6 separate regions of the Mus musculus genome follow, and all the other regions are linked to region 6. The links are chromatin contacts, called in public Hi-C, HiCAR-type, HiChIP or PLAC-seq and promoter capture Hi-C maps. All regions are on one chromosome and are shown on one strand. The core of a region is the stretch at or near the end of the contact, and the rest is flanking DNA. Distances in the headings are between cores, read along the strand shown.

Region 1 (2,795 bases), core at 203-2,702, 320 kb before region 6:
TAGTTGATTCTGTGGGCCATGTTGTCCTGGTGCCCTCAACTCTCTGGCTTCTGCAATCCTTTTCTCCCCTCTTCTGCAGGGTTCCCTAAGCTCCAAGAGAAGGGGCATGGTGAAGATCTTCAATTTGGGGCCTCTATCAGCCTTATGTTTGGTTGTGGGTCTCTGCATCTGTCCCCATCAGCTGTTAGTGGAACCCTCTCTGATGACGATTGGACTTCCGGGGGGCTTTCTCTTTCTGAGCCGTTTGTTCCTTGCACTTCACGTTACAAAGATCGGCTTCCAATTGATCCCAGAGTTCCCACAGCCGTCATGTGACAGGGATGGATTTGTGCTGATTCTCGGGACTGGCAAGAAGATTATGGGAGTTACTGGTTACTCTAAGAAGGAAACATTGTATGATAGTAGAGTTAGCATGGGCATTCCTTAATGATAAGCAGAAGACATAGTCTGATTGACCCCAGAAAATTTTTGTTTTGTTTTTGAGATATGATCAGATGTAGCTCAATCTGTCTGGAACTCACTATGCAGCCAAGATGGACTTTGAGCTTCGTCTTTGTTATTGTTGTTTTAAGATTTCTATCTATTTTATATATATATGGTTGTGAACCATCATGTGGTGGCTGGGAATTGAACTCAGGACCTCTTGAAGAGCAGTCAGTGCTCTTAACCACTGAGCCATCCCTTTAGCCCGTTTGTTTGATTTTTTTCCTTAAATCAGTTTTAAATAACTTTTTTGTGTTGTTTGTGTTCAGAATACGTACATCTGAACGTAGGGGGCATGCACACTCACCAGAAAAGGACCTCAGGCATCCTGTTATTTTCCTCTCTGCTTTATTACCCTCAGGTGATCTTCCTGCCTCTGTCAATAACACCCTGGGTTACTCATGGCCATGCCCAGCTTTTTATGTGGAAGCTGGGGATTTGAACTTGGGTCTACATACCTCTTCAGCAAACTCTCTTACCCACTGAGCAACCTCCAAAGCTTAACTCTGACCTTCTGACTCTCCTGCCTTCACTTCCTGTGTGCTGAGATCACCAGCTTATACCAGCAGGCCCAGTATATTTGGTGCTGAGAACGGAACCCAGGGCTTCATGCACATCAGGACAGCATTCTGTTGAGTATCCTTCACCTCTGCATTCTTCTTTATGGATCTACAAGGCCCATAAAGGTTACTAGCCGTGGCTGGAGGGTGGAGGCCCAGAAGAAACTCATGTTTGTATGCCCACATGCATCCTGGCTCAACCTAGCAAGGATGGGATCCCTGCCAGGCAGAATGTAGGAAATGCTCAGCCTCCCTTCCCAGCAGAGACACACAAGCTCTGGCCGGCTGTGCCCTTTCTCTATAGGCTCATATGCTCAGTTCTGGCTGTCTTTGCCTTTTAGCCCTTCCTTCCAGAGTCCCCGACTCACCTATCCGCTGGCCTCTCCTCAGCCTCTGTGGAGGACTGCACATGTGTGTGCAGACACACTTCTGCCACCTGGAGTCCTCTCTGTGTTTCCCCCTCTTTGTCTCATTTTGGTTCACAGCAGGGCTTCACGATTCTCTTGCATTCTGTTAATAAAAATTAAGCAATCAATTTTCTTCCCCTTCATTACATCTAATTCCCTCTCTAACTCAATTATTATTGCAACCCTGGCAAGTGCTTTGCAAGGCAGATGGCAGGAAGGACAGGTTGCCAAAATAAAGGGCATTGTTTGCTGAGGGATATTGTTTCCATGAAAGTGATGACACTTTCCTTCCAAGGATGGATTATTTTTTTTTTCTAAAATCAAATTCGTGTAGCTCTGTTAATGGAATAGGTTCGAGCAAGTGCTGCCAAGAGAAACATAGGCACATACAACAAACTATAGCAGCCATTAAGAGTACTTTATATAATTTAGTAATGTAAAATAATACGATGATATATATCATTTTCTTCGAAAGAAATTAGAATAAACGTATGATGTGACTTTGTGTTCCCAGCCCTTTGAGTTCTAAACTATCTCATTGCAAAGGTGGTTTATTTGGTGCCACAGTGCAGAGCCAGCCTGACAGATTAAGTCATAGTCCTTTATAGTGTTGCTTGGGAAATTTCTGTCTGACTAAGAGTGGCGGATATCCAAGCTCAAGTGCAAGCTCTGATCGACTGATCGATGGGTTGATTGCTATTGTCTGTGCCATTGTGAGAAGTAGGTAAGAAGGCAACGGGCACTCTCTGTAAGGAAACCCCTAAGGAAACTCAGCAAGAGTGGAGGGAAGTGTTCTTCCTCCGGGTTGAACCCTGAAGAAGTTTGGAAGGCTATTTTTTCCTCTTGTGCATGTGTGTGTGTGTGTGTGTGTGTGTACACGCACGTGAGCCTTGTGTGTGTGCTTGCATGTGTGTACATGTGCATGAGTCCTTCCGTGTGTGCTTGCATGGATGTGCACATGCGTGTATGAGCCTTGCCTATTGTGACTCAGGAACTACCCACCTTATTTTCTTGAGGCAGGTTTACTCACTGGCCTAGAACTCAACAAGCAGGATAAGATAGCTGTCCAGTGAGCCCCCATGGGTCCATGTCCTCAATTTACCAGTTTTGAGGTTTCAATTTTTGTCACCTGCCTGGCTTTTGTGTGTTGTATATGGGTTCTGGAGAACTGAACTCTGGCCCACATTCTTGTGCCAAGCACTTTCCCGTCTAAGCTATCATCCCAGCCATTCCCCTTTTGGAGACAGGGGTTTACTATATAGCCCTGGTTGGATTGGAGCTCACTGTGTAGACCAGCATGCCAGTTCTTTGAACTTACAGTCGTTCTCCTGTCTGTGCTTTCTAA
Region 2 (2,974 bases), core at 202-2,701, 410 kb before region 6:
TGAATAGAAAATCAATGTCAACAAATGGATTTTGAGGTGGAACAGTACTCAGACCATAGCACTCATAGAAGAGAGAAGGGCACAGGGTGGAGTGGTGGGAGGCATGGGACCTGCAGCAGAGGAATGTGGCTTGGAGTCTCTGGCCTGCCACTCATGGGTGGCCTTGAGCAGATGGTTTTAGTTCTCCAATATTCAGATTTTTTTTTTAAAATCTAAATGTTGATAGTGTAGAGGTTATAGGTGACATGATATCTACAAAAGCACTTAGCACAACAGCTCATACGGAGCCAAGGATTAATAAATAGATTTTTGAACATTATTATTATGAGGCTTAGCAATTCTAAAACAACAAAGCAAAGGACGTTTACAGAAGTTCAAAGAATGGTTGGTAAATGTCATGAAGGGGAGATCTGCAATTGGCATGGAAAGACAGCTGAGGATCACGGTTCTGAGAAGTCAGAAGGTTGGAGGAAGTCTAGGGAGGACAAGAACCAAGCTCAGGGGACAGGCAGGGACACCAGGCTGGGCAGGCTGATGTGAAAGATTTCCTGGAATAATGCTGACAGTCATAAGGAAAGCGTGAACAAGGCTCCTACTGTGGAGAGGGCGAGTGCTCTCTTCAGTAATAGGATGAGACAAGAAAGGATGCTTTAAAAATTAGTAACCAACGTTCTAAGACAAATTGCAAAATAAGTGCAAGCAATCAGAGGCCACAGGTCAGCATTGCTGCAGATGGGCCCGCTGATATGCCCCTGGTGGAAGGCAGCTTGGCTTTCCGGAGAGCACTTTGATTGCAATTGATAACAATCATTAATTTCTCTTCAAAGTACTGATCCTGGAGCACATTCATTTATAATCAAAGAGGCATAAAGAATTATGTGCATTAAACAACCCCAAACACTTGGATACAACTCAAATGTTCACTGATGATGGAATTCTGGAATATTCTAAGCACCAATACGCCCATATTGTGGGTTTTTTTTTTCAGCATTTCAATATACTGAGGTAAATTTACATGGCTGATGTGGTACTATATGTAAAAGAAGTTGGTTGGTGAGAAGTTGAGAGTTGGCAAAAGTTGTAACAGTAAATTTGAGAACTCTATGTGTGTTTCCTAATGCACAGCAAAAGATCAGGAAGAAGACAAATCTAACTTTTCATGGTTGTCTCTGGAAAGAGGGAAATGGGGAGGAAGGTGTTCATACCTGGTAGGAAATAGGCCCAAACCATGAATAAAATATTTTCAAAGGAGACATTCAAATTATTAGAAGGAAAAAAAAAAAAAAAAGACCCACCAGTTAAAAGAAATGGAAACACATAACACATACAAATTTTTTACTTGCTAGACTGAATAGATTTTTCTTTTAAACAAAGACAGCGATGCCTGTATTGGGTCGAAGTTAGTACTTGTTAGCACAGTCTGGAGGAGGGTGTTTTAAGGAACAATTTGCAGCAAGCATCACACCCTGCCTCAGCAAATTTACTCTCAGGAATATCTCCTAAGGAAATGTGCCAGCTTAGTCCTCTCTCACCCACTTCAACGGTGCTTACAGTGGGAAAACAATACAATACAGAAGAACCCCAAAGAAACCAAAGTAGCAGCCCAAACCCACAAGCAAACGCCCAGCCCTGCTCTAGAAGTCTGTTTGAAAGGATGGTAGAGGCACACACAGATGCCAAGCAGCCATTCAGAAGGGTGGGGTGCTCCGCTTACTGACCTGGAAGCACACCAGCAAACGCATTCGAGGAGAAAGATACTGGAGAACAACCACAACGAACGCTCTGTTTTGAAGATACCTGTGTAGATAAGAGGAGTTCTGGGAGCTTGACCGCCAAGTGATGTGTCTAGGTTCCTTCATTCTGCTCGCTTTTATTTGCTCAGTCTTCTAGATCAAACACGGGTCACTAGGAGAAATAAACTGAATGCTCTAAAATGTTGAGAGAATTCATCGTAGGAGCAATAGACGAAGGTTACTTCCAGTTTTGCCATGATCCGGAGAGAGTGAAGATGACTTAGATCCACTCAGGGTGTCTATGTCTCACTGCGTATTAGAAGCATCTAGGCTGGCACCAAAATACAGAGGAGACCTTTCTGGGCAGGGTGTTTGTTGGTGCTGGTCTATTGTATCTGCTGGCACGTGGCAGATACACTGAACACTGGTAACCAGACATGGGCTCAGCACTCTAGGGACCAGAGTGGACTGTGGAGAGAAAGCTGTTTGGGGTTCAGATTGTGTTTCAAGAGTGAGATTTCTAAAAACAAACAAAAAATGAGAACAGTTTAACATTCTGTCCTACTTACCATGAACTCAAAACCTGACATACCCTGTAATCATCTGAAAAAGAGTCTCAGTTGAGTAACCATCTTTTATCAGATTCGTCTGTGGGCCTGTCTGTGAGGGATTGTCCTGAGTGTCTTAATTGACAGAGGGGGGCGCCCACCCACTGTGAGTCATCGTGGTCTTTCCCCTCCACGGTGGTCCAGCCAGGGCTGTGTAAGAAAGCTGGTCAAGAATGAGCCAGGATGTCAGACAACAGGTAGTGTTTCTCCATTTTTTTCTGATCTAGATTCTTGCCTTGAGTTCCTGTTCTAACTTCCTTGGTGATGACCTATGTCCTCTCCTCTCCAAGTCACTTCTGCTCGGAGTATTCTATCACAGCAATAGAAAGGAAACTAAATACAGTCCCATGGAGTTGACTTTGGTGAGCTTTCCTTCAGCATGTATAGCTCTCAAGCCCAAAGTGCTTCGCTGAGCAGGAGAATGATGGCGTCTGTGGCTACATTGCTCAAATGGAGGCACTTCTAGCATATTCTGAATGCTGAGATGCTACAGGAGAAAGCAACCCATCTCCTCAAAGCCCCAGGGGTGAGTTAGTGCTTGGGAGCACTGCCTAGGCAGCCAGTTATAACACTACAAAGAAAGGATGGCATTTCCCACTTGAGTGAGCAGAATGGTGATTTCTACTGTGACTG
Region 3 (2,815 bases), core at 140-2,639, 390 kb before region 6:
CACACATTATACAACACCCAGTAAATACTTGTATGTGTGTATATGTGTGTGTGTCATATGTGTCTGTGGGGTATGTGTGTGTATGTGTGTGGTGTGTGTCTGTGTGGTGTGAGTGTGAGTGCCTGTAGGTTATGAAATGCCACAAAAGGTAAAGGAGGCTGCATAGAGATCAAGGAGAGGAGTTTTCGAAGTGGAGGCAATAAGATCAGAACTTCAAGGTCATCATCTGCTACGTAACTTTAGAAACCAGTCTGGGATATAGGAAACCGCATCTCAGAAACAAATAAACAACAACAACAACAACAACCCTCCAAAGAGGCCCAAGAGACAGATTCAGGATGGTAGACGAATTCCCCCAGGAATAAAACATGCACCTTGCCAGGGTCACTGATACAGAGTCCAGCCAGAGCCTGAGGCTCATACTTTGAGCCAAGTCTCAGGGTCAAATCGAGCTGCTGAAGTGAGGCATAGGACTGTGAAGGCCACAGAAATGAAGAGCAGAGACAGGGTCAGAAATTCAAAGATGCCTTGGGGACCAAGCTGAGCTGAAGGCCCTGTGATTATCAGCTCTCTGCCTGTCCATTGTTTGATGTACACACCAGGTGATAGGATGAGAGCTTCTGGAAGGCACTTGAGAAAAATGAAAAAATCATACTGGGGAGGCTAGATTTAAGAGCTTATAGGTCATACCAGATTGAGGAAAGGGTATAATGCCCTTGCCTATAGCAACCTCTCGCCTAACGTGTGTGTGTGTGTGTGTGTGTGTGTGTGTGTGTGTGTGTGTGTGTGTGTGTGTGAGAGAGAGAGAGAGAGAGAGAGAGAGAGTGTGTGTGTGTGTGTGTGTGTGTGTGTGTGTGTGTTTGTGAAGAACCCGGGACTCCCCAGCTTGAATCCATTTTCCACCAGTGATCTGGCCTACTCAGCGCACGTCGGACCATTGGCTCACCTGTCTGAATCTGTCTCTGACCACTGTTTCTGGCTCCTTGTTGTGGTTGGCTCTGGGCTAAGTACTCAGGTGGCTTCTTGTGAACCAATCCCTTAATGAACAAAGGAGCCAATCACTGGGTGAGTAGGCGGGACTTCGAGGTTGGACAAAGGAAGAGAGGAAGCAGGGGAGAGTTAGGTCCTTTTTGGGATGGGACAGCAGAGAGGTAAGATGTAGCTGCTAGAGTTTCCCAGTAACATGGCAGATCCGCAAAGATTCGCCCCTAGAAGAATCAGATTTTAATAAGGTTTACAAAATTAGGTTTTAGTTGTCGTGCCCAGAGATTGAGTTACCATCGTTTCTGAGCTGAGTTTGTGTTGCGTTTTCCTTCACGTGGCAGCTCATCTGGGGTCAAGAGAGAAAGGTACAGCATCCAAGCATGGGTTTGCCAGATGTGTACCACAAAGGCCGTGGGGGATTTGAAACAGGGTTAGCATGGTAGCAACCTCCAGTGGGAACCTAGAGAGCTGGGTGGAGAGATTGTGGAGTTCTGAGTCAGTCTCCACGAGATAAAAACAGGTGGCCACTGCCCCGACAGTTCATGGCCTGTTTGGCTGCCAGGGCAGAGGCACAAGTGCGGGAACGTGCTGGGTCGGTTTTTTTTTTTTTTCCATTTTTTATTAGGTATTTAGCTCATTCACATTTCCAATGCTATACCAAAAGTCCCCCATACCCACCCATCCCCACTCCCCTACCCACCCACTCCCCCTTTTTGGCCCTGGTGTTCCCCTGTACTGGGGCATATAAAGTTTGCATGTCCAATGGGCCTCTCTTTCCAGTGATGGCCGACTAGGCCATCTTTTGATACATACGCAGCTAGAGTCAAGAGCTCCGGGGTACTGGTTAGTTCATAATGTTGTTCCACCTATAGGGTTGCAGATCCCTTTAGCTATTAAAAAGAATGAATTTATGAAATTCCTAGCCAAATGGATGGACCTGGAGGGCATCATCCTGAGTGAGGTAACACATTCACAAAGGAACTCACACAATATGTACTCACTGATAAGTGGATATTAGCCCCAAACCTAGTATACCCAAGATATAAGAATCAATTTGCTAAACACATGAAACTCAAGAAGAATGAAGACTGAAGTGTGGACACTATGCCCCTCCTTAGAATTGGGAACAAAACACCCATGGAAGGAGTTACAGAGACAAAGTTTGGAGCTGAGATGAAAGGATGGACCATGTAGAGACTGCCATATCCAGGGATCCACCCCATAATCAGCATCCAAACGCTGACACCATTGCATACACTAGCAAGATTTTATCGAAAGGGTCGTTTTTTAAAAATATTTTCCGAAACAGCTCCTGATCCGGGTGTGGTTTTTCTCAGCCTGGCTCAGTTTTGTTCACTCTCGAATCTGCTGCTTTTCTCCTAAACCTGGACGCCAGCAGTTTTCACTGGCAGCTCAGTCCCAGCTTGGCCTTGGCCTTTTTCTTCATGGACTCTTTCTCAACCCACTTTTGTAGACTGAGCTCTGCCGCACCTGGCTTAACTTGTATTCATTCTGTAACACACATACACACATAGATGCACACATACCACACACACACACACGTCCATACACATGCATACACACACAGCACATACACACCACACCATGCCATACACTTACATACACAAACCACATACCACAACACACACACACACACACACACACACACACACACGAATGCACAAATTGATTGATTTGCTATGTGCTATATACTATTTGATGTGAGAGTTTGTATTAATAATTAAGGTTAGGATGGAAAAGTCTGCATTCCTCACCCAAGCCACCAAGGCAGGAGGGTTTTGTGACACATTGTTGTTAGTAAATCTGCCAA
Region 4 (3,132 bases), core at 44-2,543, 430 kb before region 6:
GTGCCGTGGGCATTATTATTTGTATTTTTCAGATAATTCAAATGACTTTCTCACGTCACAACTGATAAGAGGCAAGGCCAAAGACAGTCATGGGCCACCGTGACCTTTTACCAGTTCTGATGTTCTCCCATCATTAAGCTGGGTGATGCCCGGAGCCATTCAAGCCTCTCAGATGTAACTCCTGTCTTAAAGCCAGGGTGGCATGTGACATCTCATGCCCACGTGGACTGAATAGAAGTGTGTCTGCTAAAGGTACTCACTGTAACAAGACTCAGTATTTCAACAACCCCCCCCCAGGTTCAGACCTTCTGCATTTTTGCATGTTTTCTTATTCATTCGGAGGGGGTATCCAGGCTGCCAGGCTGGCATGCACATCAGCCCGTGGCGTGAAGTATCCTTCTGTCTAAGACAGAGTGGAATGTCTCCAAGCCCTCTCCAGCATGAGCTCCACACGGTGCCACAGCATTTGCCCTTGCTTTGCCGTGAGCAGTCAGTCACCCTGGCCAAACCAAGATGTTCAAGTTAGACCGGAGTGCTGCCCATAAGATAAGAGATCACTATCAGAATCCATCAAAGGTTCTTCCCACCCCCTTCTTCAATCCCACTCTAGAATTGATTCATCTTCGGTTTCAAGATAGGGAGAGGTGGGAGGCAAGAGGAAATTTATAGGCCTGCTTCCCAGGGCGATTGCCAGTGTTTGGTTATAAATATTTTCAAGAGGGATAAAAGCAATCAGTCTGTTTCTGAGAGCCCTGTGCACACTGCCCCAGTAGCAGAGAAATGGAGCCAAGAAGGGAGTGTGGGCAGACCAGTCTTATTCTACAGCCACTGTGTGCTATGGGAAGTGGAGGGAAGAAGGGATCCAGAGAGGGAGAGAAGGCTGCTGTTTGAAAGTACAGAGCACCCTGACACCCACTCTCCCTAAGTATGTGTGTTCTGTTCCTGCCATGCCATCGGTAGACAATAGCTTCTTTCCATTTCCTCTTCATCACCCCAAAGCAGGGAGCTAGCTACAAAGGGAAGGACATGCTGAGATCCCACGAAGTACTTTTATTGAAACCCAGCTCTCCAGAGAGAGATTGAGGAAGTGACTTAAGCAACCTTATTACAAAATAAAAATGTATCCTCTGACTTCATGACAGGAAATTCAAGAGAGAAAAGCTCATAAAAATGTACACGCGCACGCGGGCGCGCGCGAGCGCGCACACACACACACACACACACACACACAGAGAGAGAGAGAGAGAGAGAGAGAGAGAGAGTAAGCAGAGTTCAAAAGGACCGGAAGAAAGAAGACACAATAAATCATTATGTGCAGAACAGGCAAACACAGCATGAGGCTCAGAAAGGAGTTTTAAAACCCCCAGGAGTAATTTTGTCTTTTTAGGAATATTGTGCGCTCTAGTCTGAAAATTCTAATTAGAATAGATTCATCAAGCTATGGAAAATAGCTGAAATTCCTTGTTGTTCGCACCATGGTTTGCAAGAACCTCCCTGACTTCACACCACTGACAGTGCTGAGGGCATCCGGCAATGCTTCTAGAAAGCTCTCAGGTGTCCGCGCTTTGTTTGCATGGCACGTGGATATCATCACTTAGCAGCTGCTAAGAAGAGCTGCTCATTAGCGAAACTAGTCAGGAAACAAACATGACTTCACAGAGCCCTCCTTCCAGACTCACTTTCCACTGACCCCTTCGCCCCAGATGGATTGAATAGCATGTTCAATTAAAGGGCACAGGAAGGGCTCAGCTCTGTGGTAGGAAACATTTTCCCTACCCCACCTCTGCTTAGCTCTGCCATCAACCATTGATAGCTAATCTTTTAATAAATCATTTGGGATTTTAGAACTCAGGATTCTGTGGAATTTTTTTCCCCTCCAGAATACCTACCTCTTATATGTTCACATGCATTGTCTTGGGGCTTCCACTACAGAGTGGTCTGAGAAAGGCATAAATGGTCTATCAATGTGGCTCAAAGCAAGGCTTTTATCTGAGGACCCATTCATTTTCCAGCCATCATTTTCCCACTCTGGGCTAGTCTTTCTTCTTTGGGCACAACTGCTCGCTCCCTGTGAAGACTGAAGGCCAAGGGTAAACTCAAGAGCCAGGCCTCTGCTTGCTCAGCTGTTGAAGATGGAAGGTGGACCTGTGGTGCACCTGTGGTCGTGGGAAAAACATAGAGCTTGTGTCTCTTGCTGTGTGAGTTGGGTATAGGCAGGGAAAAGGGTGAGGTGAGACAGTAGATTGGAGTGGGAGATGGGGAGGCTGCAGGGAGGGCATCAAGGTTTCGTTTGTGGAAGGAGATGGCCAAAGAAGCCTCATAATGCATATAAAGATGACAACTCTTGGCTTCATATGGTCTCGTATTCTACATATGGTCTAGTCTTACTATTCCTAACCTCTGGGAATCCCAGTGCAGCTCCGCCCAAAACATGTTCACAGACATACAGTTCTCTGGCGATACCCATCCTATTTAGACATGGGAACCATGCCGTGTATAAACAGCTCAAATCTTAAAGTGCACAGGGAACAGGTACAGTATCTGAGCCAGGCTTCAGTATTTAAGTGGCCCAGTTTCTCTCTTAAGCTTTTTAGGATGCACAAGGCCACATGAAAATCAAGGTCGGAAGCAACCTTATTCCTCCAGGTGTTTTTGAGTCAGAAAGATCCCAATTTAGAAACAAAAAGCCATCACCTCGATTAAAGTACCCACTCTCCTAATAAGCCACTAAGCCACCACTGCTCTGTTTGGCCAGTGCATGTACATTTTGTTGAGACACACACATTCAAAGTCCAGGATATTGTCTAGGAAACTTGAGCCTGCAGCCTTTGCAGAAGCAGCCATCACTGCCTAATTCCTTCCAGAGGAATAGAAGCCCAGGCTCCAGGCAGCAGCGTAGTCCCCAGAGGAGACATCATCATTGATTTTCCATGTGGCTCTGCACTCCGTGCTCGCTCGTGTGCGTTTTGAATGCTATCTTACGTTCTTTTCATGTCCCTTCTTTTACTGTGCCCCCAGAGACAGTCAAAGCCTCCAGGCCGTTCTGCAATAAAAACTCAGCAAGTTGGAAGGACACAGCCCAAAGCTTTTCAGACAGCCAGGAAGTTCTGCTGACAGCACTAAAATCCAGGA
Region 5 (3,044 bases), core at 44-2,543, 340 kb before region 6:
AAAGTTGAAAATGTTGAAAAGTGACTCAGTTGTGCTTATTACTTACAGTTCCAAGAGACATAATACACCAAACACTGCTGTGTCTCTATACATTTCTCTAGGAAGCTCATAATTCCAAGTTTACAACAATTTCACAAACCTTTATTTTGACAGGGTTTCAAGAGCGCTACAGAAAATCAGCTGAGAGTCTAGTAGAATTCTTGGAATGGAAGTCTTTGAGTCTTTGAGGGGGTTCTTTCCCCATCCAGGGGTGGAACCAAGATCTTCTTGGAGTATGAGGACGTTCAGGACGATGGTGACGGGTCACCAAGACTGCTCCTTGTTCTTTGCTGCAGCAGTTATGATTTAATCTTTACAGTTTGACTTTACCCTGTGGTTTCATGTGTCTTCCAATCTGCATCGCCAGCCTTGGTCTCTGCTGAACGCTCGGTGTGTGGCAGTCCAGATCACACCTAGCAGGCATCCGTCTTTATCCACAGCTCTGTGTCTGAAGACAGATTCACTCTTCCCTCTTCTCCCCCAACCAGCTCCAGGTCAGGTGTTGCCTACTTGGGAAATGGCGACATTTTGCTAGTCTGTAGGAAACATGCTAAATAATTTTCAAAGAAGAGAGAGGATTTAGAAACTTGTTTACTTCCTGGAACTGAGATGAGAGCATCTCCCTTTTTCTCATTGCTTCAAAAGATGCATATACATATGAATGCATGTATGTATGAATGCACATATTATGAATGCATGTACGTGTGAATGCATGTATGTATGATTTGTACATGTTTGTGTGTGGGTGCACTGTGCTATGGCACTGTCATGGAGGCAAATGGGCAACTTGTGGCAGTCAGTTCTCTCCTTCCACCATGTGAGCCCTGGGGAACAAACTCTAGTCATCAGGATTGGTGGCAAGTTCCATCACCCATTGAATGATCCCACCAGCTCCCCTCTTACTGTTTTTAAACAGAGAGAATCTAACAAAGCAGAACCATTGCAGAAAATTATAGTAGCTTCAGGAAAAGGAGAGAGAGAGAGAGAGAGAGAGAGAGAGAGAGAGAGAGAGAGAGAGAGAGATGAAGGAATGACTTTGTCTTTGTGTTGAGATGGGGTTAGGCAGGGATTCCAGAGCCAGATGCCATTTTGGAATGAAGTCAGTGGCCATTGCTCCGGCATTCCCAGCATCCCAGGGGAGCAGGAGTTGGGCGTTCACTACTGGTGATGCAGCATCTCCAGCCAGCACGGCTCCATGCAGCTGGGCACCAAGCATGCTGATGACGTCACCGAGCACAGCTGCTGCAATATCTGCTTTGGAGTTTGTTCCCAGCCTGGCTTAGACTTGGCATTGTTCTGGCTGGGCCTGAGCAGTCAGTGGAAGTCTTTAGGCACATTCTGTGCTTTCTAGGCTTGTCCAGGATACAATTTACTTCTCTGATCTATTTATCCCGAAAAAGGAGGTTGCAGCCGCTGCTGTTGCTCGTAATTCTTTCTTCATGGTGTCTTTCCACACCAGTGTCAAGAGAGAGAATGTGGACTGACAGCTGATTCTCCCTGACTCTTTGTCTTCCAGTTCAATGATACACATTAGCAGAGACTGAGCTGTCCCGGGGGAGAGCAGACTCCACACCCAGGCAATCTGGCTTTGAATCCTACTCCCACCATCTGATGAGCTATATGATATTGAGCAAAAGACTTAATTTCCCTAAGTCTCAATTACTTCATTTATTAAAAGTAAATACTAATCTTACACGACTATTTTAGTAGTGTGCTTGACCTATGCAATTGTAGTTATTGTAGCTTTTCTTACTGATGATTCATTTCATAACATTTATAGTAAAACTAAAAGTCTATCATTTCTAAGATGTATCTTTAACCTAGTAGCCATTTGTTATGTAATTGTAACATCAACCATTAATTTCACTTTCATTAGAGCATGTGCCATAGACGAAGCTGAGATTTTTGTTTTTTTTTTGCTATATTTAACAACTAAGCTTTAATAATCAGCCCAAGATCTCAGAGTTTTTAGAAGTAGAATCAAAACTTTGTCAGATTCTGCTCTGTTCTTTTTTCTATTGTTCCACGGTGATTTGGACTTTGAATAGGTTGTTCAATCGATATTTGTTGAAAGTTGCCTTGGCACTAGAAGGAGAGGGATGAAATCAGGTGTGAAGAACTAGCTGTCAATAGCGAAGCTGTAGAGGGAAGCTGATTTAAGGCCATTCCCCCAAGAGCTGGGTTCTTCATACAAGGCACACATGTTGCTACTTTATGTGCTCTGAGTGCAATGCATCTGTATGTGAAACCTGAAGGCATCTTTATAAATCATGGTACCCTGTACAATGGATACATGACATGACAAAAGTTTGTAAATCAGTTATTTGGGAATTCATAAAATGTTCTCTGATCCTAGCCACTTATCTCCCGGGTCCTCTCGGACCCATTCCTATTCTCTACTGCCCAACTTTGTATCATTTGTTTTTTCTTTCTTAAATACCAACCAAGTCCAATCTGTGCTGTCTGTATATTCTTGGATGTATGGCCTTCCACTGGAGTGTGGGTGACTTATCAGGAGCTACATCTATAAAGAAAACTGACTCTTTCTTTCTCCCAGCAGCTCTCCATGGCCAATAGATCCTCAGCTAGGGGAAGAATTTGATCTTCGACTCCTCTCTCCATGGCGGTATTGGACAGGCTTGAGCTTGCACAGATGAGGGCAAGATATTATAGCCACTGTGAGTTTGTATGTATAGCTGCCCTGCTCTATCCGGACAACATTGTTTCCTTATGTCTGTCTACTGCCTTTGGCTTTTACAGTCTTCATGTCTCCTCTTCCATAATGATCTCTAAGCCCTGGGGAACAGGAGGCATGATCAAGTTTTCTCATTTAGGTCTAAATGTTTCACAGTCCCTTATTCTCTGCACCTTGATCAGGTGCGGGTCTCTACGTTAACTTCTTTTTATTTCAAATAGAAGCTCTTCAGAGGGTTAAAAAATGAATTAATATATGAATATAACAAGGAGTCATTTAGCATAATGATAGTAGTAGGTTCTTGCTCAGG
Region 6 (2,867 bases), core at 261-2,760:
ATACTTCACCAGTCGGCCTTCCTCAGAACTGAAATGCAAAGACAGAATGGAGGAGTTGGACAGAAGGTTGCAAACATTTACATGACAAACTAGCCTCTCAGAATCCACCAGGGGAACCAGTCACCAGTATTCTAGTACTTTCCTGTCATCTACAAAAATCACTCACAGTCTTTACTAAATACGATTTATAAAAAATGGCCCCTGCAGCTGCCGCAGATATCTCCTAGGCCGGCAGAGATGGGAGGGCGGGACTCGGCTAGAGCTAGAATCCTTGCGGTCTCCGGGCTACGACCAGGCAACAGCTTTCCCAGGACGATCCTAGGAAGAAGGCAGGATGCTCCCCTGGGGAGTTCCGGGGGGCAGGGGAGCTCTGCCTGGACCTAGAGATGGCTGCATCCCAGCAGGGTGGTGACCTTTTGTTTCTACTGGTTTTCAAAGACACCAAGGTTTTGTTCTTAATTCACACGCGCGTGCGCGCGCACACGGGAGAGAGGGAAGGGGGCGGGGAAGAAGGAGTGAGAGAGAAGAGAGAATTAGGACCCAACTAATCCAGCAACAAGCTTGTCCTGGCACCTTGAGAGGTTAACCAATTTCACTCTCCTGTAACTGGAGCGAAGCCTTTCTTTTCTCCCTGAGGGGGACAGAACAGGGTCCCCTCTCTGCAGCCCCCACCCCACCCCCCAGAGACTCAGCTTTCCTGAACAATAACCCAACTGTCTGGACAGGATGGGAAACTGTCTCAGTGAGTTGGGAGCCCACCCTTGTACAAACCCAGACATGCACAAAAAGTTCCGCGTTTCACCGCAGGAAGTGAGGACGGTGGCTTCAGGCATCATTAATCATTTTGAAGCGATTATTCTTAAAAGGGAGTGAAAAAAAAATACAAAGATGCAGCTTGAGTTAGTCATGCCCAATAAAAATCAGCACTTCTCCAAATCGTATTTCCCTGAATCCATGTGGAACGTTTAAGAGCACTCTCCACTGACAAGAGTCCAGACCAGATAGGGAGTCTGTTTCCTCTGTAATTAGAACTCCCTCAAATACTTGGGACCTGACAGGGCTAGATAGGGAAGGGCGCGTGGGGTAGCGGCGAAGCTTTATTTCCTCTGCCTTCCAGCCCAGGAATGCACAACACATTTTAACAAGAAGATAAAGCAAGAACAATTTAGGGTTTTGCGTCCTCGGGGAATCTTTTTTACACCCCCCCCCCAATTGAAATTCCGTAAAACAAAGCTAAGAACAATCCTGCTTTGTCTCCTAATTGAGCTAGGGAACTGTGAAATCCCCTACCCCACCCCCATCACCTCACCAGGCCCCGAGCCCAGCAGGCAGGGGCCGGGAAAGCAGTAATTCCCAAGATTGCCTGCCCCATGGGGTGGGTGCTTACAGAGCAGGTCCATCCTGAGCGGTCATTCAAATCTGCTCACCCTTACAGGAAACACGCCCCGGTCCAGGCCTTTGAAGTAACAGTGTGTCACCAGCAGAAGGAAAGTGATCGCTAGAAAATGAAATCTACTCCATCCTTTCAAAGACATTGCATTTCCTGTGATTCCTGGGTCCAGAGGAAATGCACTCGATGAAATTGAATTAATTTTTTTTTTCCTCCTGAAGTCACCTGGTCTGCCAGAAGCCTCTCTCATCAGTTCCCTCTCACTGAGCCATTGGCCGAGTCCCCAATTTATTCATTTATTTCTTAATCGAGATATCTAGAGCAGAAATCACAGGATATATGTAGAAAACTGCCCCCCTCTTACCATGGCTCCCTCCTCACTCCTGCAGACACTTCACAGGTAAGTGAGCCTAGGGGCTGATGCCACAACCTTCCTCTCCATCCCCCGGGACCATGTTTGTCTATTTTGTTGGTCAGATTTGATTATTATTTGTCATTTTTCTCCTAGCTTAGCCCCCCCCCCCACACACAGAGTTTTTGTACAGTCCCAGGAAGACCCTTAAAAATGTGCTGAGTCACACTGACTTCTAGGAGTTTCAGGGAGGAGCAGGTATCTATCTGTAACCCTGTAGACTGATATTAAAGAGCCTAAGCCGGGTAACCCGAGTGTCCACAGGGGCATGCGGGGCAGCCTGGGGTATTCAGTCAGAGCCAAAACAGGGCAAAGACGTTTGGAAGATGGGATGTAAATGTTCATTTAGGCCGAAAGATGGTGTCCTGCAGTGCAATTAGGACCCAGCCTGGGAAGTCAATGCCCCAGCGGCTAGAGGAGAGAGCTGAAAAAGGAAACCCGCAGCAGAGATGGCAGATGGGTAAAGAGTTACATCATCCAGAGAGGGCAGTCAGGTAAGGAAGAATTTTAAGGATATCAGAAAGACTAGATTGGAAATGGATGTTAATATGAATAGTGTTCAATGGATAAAGATAAATACAAAACTAAGCATTACTCTGTGTTGGTTTTCAGACCGTGGACAAAGCGTTGAGGTGCATATTTAACATACCAAAGTGGATCTGGCCTTCAGGTTCTCCCAGCATCCTTCAGTCTCAACCTGGGTCTCTACCTACCCTCTACATATCCTCTACACATTCCGCTGGCATATCTCCCTCCCTTCTGTCTCCCTCCCCACGGTGACTTTCCTGGCCTCTATCCTTGGGATCGGTGAACTCACTAACCCAGGAAAGGTTTTCCAATAACCTGCCTTTAGATATACTCTAATCTGGCTTAATTTGGCTCGTTTCATGAAATAACTTTTGCTTGTTTGTTTGTTTGTTTGTTTGTTTGTTTTTCGAGACAGGGTTTCTCTGTGTAGCCCTGGTTGTCCTGGAACTCACTCTGTAGAGCAGGCTGGCCTCAAACTCAGAAATCCACCTGCCTATGCCTCCTAAGTGCTGGGGAAATAACTTATTGCTCTGTAAT

Evidence for each region. Promoter capture Hi-C pulls out the DNA fragments that hold promoters and counts their contacts. A called contact is a pair of places that touch in the nucleus more often than the background predicts. HiCAR-type assays count read pairs that join an accessible place to other places. HiChIP or PLAC-seq counts read pairs in DNA pulled down with a chosen protein or histone mark.
Region 1: a promoter capture Hi-C map of the SN4741 cell line shows a contact between it and region 6, with 5 times the contacts expected there. The contact joins the promoter of Rps18-ps4 here to the promoter of Lncenc1 in region 6. A contact is called at or near these places in 12 of 39 promoter capture datasets (the 3T3-L1 cell line, 3T3-L1-derived adipocytes, the SN4741 cell line and 7 more), 4 of 115 datasets of contacts at active chromatin or transcription factors (astrocytes, embryonic basal ganglia, embryonic forebrain and 1 more) and 1 of 9 other capture datasets (adipose tissue).
Region 2: an H3K27ac HiChIP or PLAC-seq map of embryonic stem cells shows a contact between it and region 6, with 4 times the contacts expected there. The contact joins the enhancer-like site here to the promoter of Lncenc1 in region 6. A contact is called at or near these places in 2 of 39 promoter capture datasets (embryonic stem cells and liver), 2 of 484 Hi-C or Micro-C datasets (both in nephron progenitors), 7 of 115 datasets of contacts at active chromatin or transcription factors (embryonic basal ganglia, embryonic midbrain, embryonic stem cells and 2 more) and 1 of 9 other capture datasets (embryonic stem cells).
Region 3: a contact with region 6 is called in a HiCAR-type map of embryonic stem cells, with 3 times the contacts expected there. The contact joins the enhancer-like site here to the promoter of Lncenc1 in region 6. A contact is called at or near these places in 1 of 39 promoter capture datasets (embryonic stem cells), 3 of 484 Hi-C or Micro-C datasets (the N1E-115 cell line, embryonic stem cells and nephron progenitors), 7 of 115 datasets of contacts at active chromatin or transcription factors (bone marrow-derived macrophages, embryonic basal ganglia, embryonic forebrain and 4 more) and 1 of 9 other capture datasets (embryonic stem cells).
Region 4: an H3K4me3 HiChIP or PLAC-seq map of bone marrow-derived macrophages shows a contact between it and region 6, with 5 times the contacts expected there. The contact joins the enhancer-like site here to the promoter of Lncenc1 in region 6. A contact is called at or near these places in 5 of 115 datasets of contacts at active chromatin or transcription factors (T-cell acute lymphoblastic leukemia, astrocytes, bone marrow-derived macrophages and 2 more).
Region 5: a contact with region 6 is called in a Hi-C map of the N1E-115 cell line, with 2.1 times the contacts expected there. The contact joins the enhancer-like site here to the promoter of Lncenc1 in region 6. A contact is called at or near these places in 2 of 484 Hi-C or Micro-C datasets (the G1E-ER4 cell line and the N1E-115 cell line), 3 of 115 datasets of contacts at active chromatin or transcription factors (embryonic basal ganglia, heart atrium and neural progenitor cells) and 1 of 9 other capture datasets (adipose tissue).

Annotation. Positions count from the first base shown.
Region 1 is chr13:97,749,769-97,752,563 of GRCm38.p6, reverse strand. It overlaps Rps18-ps4 (ribosomal protein S18, pseudogene 4), which reads right to left and starts at 1,452. Exons shown (of 3, transcript NR_152263.1): 1 at 1,412-1,452; 2 at 995-1,152.
Region 2 is chr13:97,843,883-97,846,856 of GRCm38.p6, reverse strand. No RefSeq gene overlaps it. Among named protein-coding and RNA genes, the nearest start is that of Gm41031, 19 kb to the right of the region's middle. Within about 2 kb of position 1,451, at least 6 of the 459 cell types and tissues checked have an H3K27ac peak or open chromatin away from gene starts, as enhancers often do. A contact at or near this core is called in embryonic stem cells, where this site is marked.
Region 3 is chr13:97,818,840-97,821,654 of GRCm38.p6, reverse strand. The region is part of intron 1 of Gm41031 (a long non-coding RNA gene); the gene reads left to right. Among named protein-coding and RNA genes, the nearest start is that of Gm41031, 5.8 kb to the left of the region's middle. Within about 2 kb of position 1,389, at least 10 of the 459 cell types and tissues checked have an H3K27ac peak or open chromatin away from gene starts, as enhancers often do. A contact at or near this core is called in embryonic stem cells, where this site is marked.
Region 4 is chr13:97,867,557-97,870,688 of GRCm38.p6, reverse strand. Gm34388 (a long non-coding RNA gene) reads left to right here. Exons shown (of 4, transcript XR_382800.3): 4 at 3,019-3,132. Among named protein-coding and RNA genes, the nearest start is that of Gm34388, 25 kb to the left of the region's middle. Within about 2 kb of position 1,293, at least 16 of the 459 cell types and tissues checked have an H3K27ac peak or open chromatin away from gene starts, as enhancers often do. A contact at or near this core is called in bone marrow-derived macrophages, where this site is marked.
Region 5 is chr13:97,773,465-97,776,508 of GRCm38.p6, reverse strand. No RefSeq gene overlaps it. Among named protein-coding and RNA genes, the nearest start is that of Rps18-ps4, 24 kb to the right of the region's middle. Within about 2 kb of position 1,293, at least 96 of the 459 cell types and tissues checked have an H3K27ac peak or open chromatin away from gene starts, as enhancers often do. A contact at or near this core is called in the G1E-ER4 cell line, the N1E-115 cell line, adipose tissue and 3 more, where this site is marked.
Region 6 is chr13:97,433,613-97,436,479 of GRCm38.p6, reverse strand. It overlaps Lncenc1 (long non-coding RNA, embryonic stem cells expressed 1), which reads right to left and starts at 1,510. Exons shown (of 2, transcript NR_110432.1): 1 at 1,388-1,510.